Linked DNA regions of Anas platyrhynchos: region 1 is linked to region 2. A link is a contact called in public Hi-C data. All regions are on one chromosome and are shown on one strand. Each heading gives the region's core, a stretch centred on a gene start, on an enhancer-like site or on the middle of the called end of the contact. The rest is flanking DNA. Distances are from core to core; before and after follow the strand shown.

The links. Hi-C and Micro-C count contacts between places; a contact is called where the count stands out from the background.
Region 1: a Hi-C map of liver shows a contact between it and region 2, with 2.6 times the contacts expected there. The contact joins two enhancer-like sites. A contact is called at or near these places in 3 of 8 Hi-C or Micro-C datasets (liver, skeletal muscle and subcutaneous adipose tissue).

Annotation. Positions count from the first base shown.
Region 1 is chr18:8,884,134-8,886,833 of IASCAAS_PekinDuck_T2T, reverse strand. It overlaps BRD3 (bromodomain containing 3), which reads right to left. Exons shown (of 12, transcript XM_072025473.1): 7 at 2,165-2,293; 8 at 1,027-1,218; 9 at 1-206. Among named protein-coding and RNA genes, the nearest start is that of BRD3OS, 15 kb to the left of the region's middle. Within about 2 kb of position 1,448, at least 2 of the 8 cell types and tissues checked have an H3K27ac peak or open chromatin away from gene starts, as enhancers often do.
Region 2 is chr18:8,645,244-8,647,943 of IASCAAS_PekinDuck_T2T, reverse strand. No RefSeq gene overlaps it. Among named protein-coding and RNA genes, the nearest start is that of COL5A1, 68 kb to the right of the region's middle. Within about 2 kb of position 1,408, at least 2 of the 8 cell types and tissues checked have an H3K27ac peak or open chromatin away from gene starts, as enhancers often do.

The sequences.
Region 1 (2,700 bases), core at 199-2,698, 240 kb before region 2:
TTAGCTGGGGCTTTCTTCTGCTGGGCTTGTTTCGGTGGTTGAGCCACCTTGGGTTTCTTCTCCTCCTCGGCTTTTACTTTGTGCTTTTCCTTTTCCTTCTCTTTGTCTTTCTTTTTCTTCTCTTTTTCTTTCTTCTCTTTTTTTTTCTTTGGTTTGTTCACTGGTGCTTGTGACAATGCAGCTAACTGCTCATGGACAGCTTTTAGCTTAGGAGAGAAAAGTGAAAAAATAGATCAGACTTTGAGGCAAGACAACTGATGCCTCCACATACACTTCCTCTGTACCCTGGACACATAAATATATCCCCAAGTTAGTGATTGAGCAGTCGACTGATTGGACTTCAGAGGCTTTGCTTGAAGTTCTTTAAAGAAGGCAGTGCAAATGTGCAGAAGCTAACTGAAAACTTAATTCTTGCTTTACAGTAGCAAATAAAAATTAAGCTTAATAGTTTGGTCTAGAGTGCTGGCAATGTGGACTCTGAAATGCCAGATTCCCTTCTTGGGTCTCCTATTAACTTGCTTAGAGACACCAGATAAACCATTTTATTAATGCTTTGTTGCATTAAGGTAGTACCTACAACCACTGCATAATAAAAAAGGCCATGGCTCAGAGCTTGTAACAGCCAAAACAGCTTCTGTAGATGAGGTACAGGGTGAAAATATCACACAGGAAGATTGTGACGGGTGTCATTGTGCCCAAGCTCTCACACCAAATGGGGGTCACGTTGCTTACCCAGATCCCCAATATTGTGTGCCCCTCTGTTCACAATGGCTGAATACTTTGGGATCCCCAGAAAGCACAGACCACCATCCGTGAGAACGGTTATCTCAAGGAAAACTACCATGACATCAAAAGTACACTTATTTCACAGCTGGGAGTTCTTCCCCTTGAGCTGGCAGAAGGGGAGATCACTCTGCTGCATCACAGACTAGATGGGATTTTTAAGAAAGAAAAAAAAAACACATTTCTGCTAAGCCCTTTCTACTGCACAGACACACATACACACAGCTCGGCCACTCCAATAACCTGCTCCTGGAGCTCTGCCAGCCGAGTCGCTCGCTCTTCTTCTGAGTCTGAGCTGTCTGAGTCGGAGGAGCTCTCCTCGCTGCTGTGGCTGCTTTCTGTGCTTTTGCTCACAACTGGTGCTGTTGGAGGAGGAGGTGGCGGGGCCTCTGCAGGCTCATCAGGCATCTTCGCAAACCTCATCTCAAAGACATCCTACAAAAAAAAGGGGGGGAAAATGGTGACAAAGGAGCCTCGGCCACAAAGACCTCATTCTTGTCTTTTAAACCCACCAGACACCCCACCACGGGTCAGGGTCCTCCTGCACTGAACAAGGGGTTGTACCAGTAAATAACAAAATACAGCGAGCACTCTAGAGCAGGGGTTGAAATCGTCATAGTAAGATATAGTTCCTCCTCTCATCAAGGACAAAACCAGTCTTGCAGTGGGATAGGAGCAGGCAGAGGAAGGTCACTGAATCTCCCTCTGAGATCCTTTTGTGGCTGGGAAGGTTGTGGAGGGGCGATGGGCTCTCACCCCTCTGCTTCCTGGGAGGCTCCTGCATCTTGTCTGCACCAGCCTCTGCCAGAGAGGGGCACTAGGCTAAACGGATCTGACCCATTCTGGCTTTTCTAACCAACTTCCCTCTAGGTTTGGCTTCACTCTTTGCTGCTCCCCAGCTCAGCAGACTTCTAAATCGGTCTTTAGCTCTTCCATAAGGTCAGGGAGGAATCTCAGCCTCTGCACACCAACTGCACAGCTGGTCTTAATGCCAGGATCCCCCACACCCTATCCAAAGACTGAAGCACTCGCTGTAGTGCTGTACATTGCACAGTTTTCAGCTCAATTTCTGGCACAATTTCTCCCAGTTTTTCCAAGGTGCATGTACAGAGGGGCATACACATTCCGAAAACCCAAGAAAATGCTCCCATTATTTTATACAGCAATGATTATAACATTTTAGGCATGGCATTGGGCCATGCCACGTGAAGAACACAACAGTTCTGCATCAGAGAGTATCTAAAGGCCCTTTTCAAGGACTGGAATTATCACCGACTCTCCCCTGATGGTGCCAAGGGCAGATCCATGCTTGGATGTCTGAATGGACACCGTATAGCTGTACTAAACGTACTCTGAAAGATGCAATTGTCAACACCTTTACCTGGAGCTTCCTGGCCATGGCTACCACTTCGTGGTCTGGAGGATTGTACTTGTAACAATTTGAGAACATTAACCGAATATCTGCTGCAAAACCTTGTGCATCCTGGTATTCCCGACTGTCCATTTTTTTCTGCAAACAAACAAGCCAAAGGGAAAGGGGAGAAAAAGCCATAAGCAAAAAGCATTTACAGTAATTGCATGAAGGATGTGCGTCATGGAGAGGGCTCAGAACAGCTTCAAAAATCACATTTGTCTAAGAGAACAGTAGTTTGATCAGGCTTATTAGCTCCTAAATAACATTTAGAGTTTCTGCTTTTTAAAATAAGCAAACAAAAGCCAGACAACTAAACAAACTGATCTACTTCCACAATAGTTTAAGCTCTTAAGATTCTAAATTTGGGTTGTTTTCTTTAACAGCACTATGTAAGTTTGTCAGGGCCCCCATTCTGCTAGAAAATAAAGGCAGTCAGACAGGGAAAGAGTTTGCAGGATTAGAAACTAATGTAAGCAGAGAACATAGACTGAAGGGCAGGGAGT
Region 2 (2,700 bases), core at 159-2,658:
CCCCCCCCATCCCTCCTGCACCCATCACTTGGGTGTCCCCCACCCTAAAAAAAAAAAATCCTTGTCCCCAGCTCTGTCCTCCCCGGTCACCTCCCTGGGGGGAAAAAAAAAAAAACCACAAATCTGGCTGCCCCAAAAATGTCCTGAGTGGGGTGGGGGAGAGAGCAGTGGGTTTTTTTGGGGGGGAACTGCTGCTAAAACCTGATGAATGTGTTGCACAGAGGGTTGCTGGTGATGCCTCTGTGACTGTGCAGCTCCCCGCCCTCAGCACCGGACGCGTTCGTCCTTTCCTCCTCTCTCCGTTCTTGTCTTTTTCAATGGTCGGAGCTGCTCGGGGAGCTGCAGGGTGTGTGGGCAGAAGTGGTCGCTTCCAAGGGAGCAGCAGCTCCGCTGGATGGGGAAGGTGATGCGGGCAGGCTTTGGTGCCAAGCTGGGCACTGGCTGGCGACGTTCATATCTGGCTGGCCTCACTGAGAAGCAGCAGCTCAGGCTGTCCAGAAACTCAAGCAAGCCCTTCAGATGGCAGACTTCCCTTCCTCCCTTTGCTTCTCCAGCCAGGTCTCATTCTTGCCCTGGGTGGAGGCAGATTTCCACCCCGCTGGGAATAGTAAGTTGTGCTGGGGGGAGAGCAGGGCCCTCGAGCACTGCCCGTGGGATGAAACGCGAGCCTCGGTGCCGTGCACATCAGCAGTGATCCCCTGCAAATTAAATTTGGTGTGCCTGTCCTGGGTAAAATCTTACACAACTGAAAAAAATCCTTCAGCCTATTGCCTGTTCTGGTCAGGGAGATGCTTTGCTCTCGCTGCCGTTTCTAAAACAACTCGAACAAATCTAAAACAAAAAATAAAATAAAATAAAATAGACCTGGGGGGCTGCAGCTTCGGCTCCTGCCTCCTCTCCAGCAGGGGCAGGACATGGGGGATGGCTTTGGGTGAGCTGCATTTGCACTCCCTGCAGGAGGCTGGGAGCCACCCCCTCATTTTTAGGAGTTTGATGCTCTGAAGACATTGGAGGAGACTTAACTTTGAGGTCTTTATGTTGACTCAGAGAGGAGTTTTGACCCAGCCTCTCAACAATCCTTGGCTGGCCGCATCCCTTCCCACCCCTCCCAAGCTGTTAGCGGAGGGCTCCCTCGTCCCTCGGAAGTGCTCAATTAATTTGTCTTGGGCCATGTCTGGCTTATTCCTTGCCTGGCCCCTGGGTCGAGGGGTGTCACCGTGGGGTCCCCTGAGGCTGGCCCCCGGAGCAGGAGGGGTCGTGCAGGGGGCCGGAGGCGTTTTGAGCGGGGTGTGACCCCTTCTCCCCTTTCCCCAAGGACAGGGAGCTCGGCACAGAAGGCAGGCTTGGAGGCACCTCCCCGCCACTCTGCCTTACCCTCCTCCAAGCCAAGGCAGTAAATCACAGCCCTAATTGAAACCATGCCTGGGCTGTGCCGGCCTGAACTCTGGGGTGAGCGTCCCTGCTTGTAGGGTGGCTGCTTGCAGGGACAGGAGGGCTCCTGGGGTGTCAGCGAGCAGGGCTGGGTCTCTAACGGGCTGCTTGGGGCTCATGCACCACCAGAAATATGCAAAGGGCAGGGGAGCCTCCCAGCACACGGGGCGATGCTCAGCGCTGCCTTGCTTAGCTCAGGACCGCTGTGGGGCTTCCAGTATCCCTACAGGGGATGGAGGGGATGGGCTGGTTCCCAGCGGGATGGGATGGGATGGGAAGGGCTGGGGTGGGATGGGATAGAGAGCATGGTCCCGCAGCCCCAGGGCTGCTCTGAGCCGGGCTGCAGCTTTTTCTGCTCCCCCCCCCCCTTTGGCTGGGGAGCTCTTGCTGCCACGTGGCCTTTTCCACTACAGCACCCTCCTCTCCTCTCCTCTCCGCCCCGCTTTGCTCCTTGCTTCTTTTTCTTTTTTTCCTCAGGAAACATCTGGAAGCTGAGCGAGAAACATTAAAAGGAAAAAAAAAATGAAGGAAAAGAAAAGGAGAAAAAAAAAAAAAAAGCAAGGGGGAGGGGATCTTGGGAACACCATATGATTTCACTTTCCTAAGACAACTGCAATTATGCCTTTGAGGCTTTACCAGTCACTGTAGATTCAAACCATGTTGGATGATGTAAGTGGGAAAATATGAAGGACCTACTGGCTGTTTGAGGGAAGAAAAAAAAAAAAAAGAAAAAGGATCAGTTTCTGGCATTTTATTTAACATTATGAATCAGAAGAAGGGCGACAACCAGATGGACTTTTTCTTTATTGCTTTCCTGGGCTTGCTTGTGCCTTGCTGATCCCTTCGGAGAGGGGGAAATGCCTCCAGCAGCCTGCTCCCAAACCGTCCCGGGCTGGGCTTTGCACCGAGAAGGGATTTGGGTTTCTTTTTTTTTGAAGCCCAGCACTGCGGGATAAGCAGGAGCTCTTGGTCCGAAGGACCCCTCCTGTGCCTGCCCTGCCAGGGTTTCTGCAGGCTCCTCTGCACGGAGGGAGGCTTCAGCTGGGGATAAAATGGGTCTGAGGGCTACTGAGGGATTTGTGCTCCCCCTGTCCCTCAGACAAGGCAGAAACCCTTGATTCAAGCAGCTCCAGGCACCAAAACCTGTCCTGGGGTGCACGGGGAGCACCCCCCTGTACAGACACAGAGCAATGCTTTTCCCAGCCCTGCAGACATCCTCAGGTCCAACGTTGCCCCACTTCCCACCCCAATTTCCTCCCCATCCCCCAG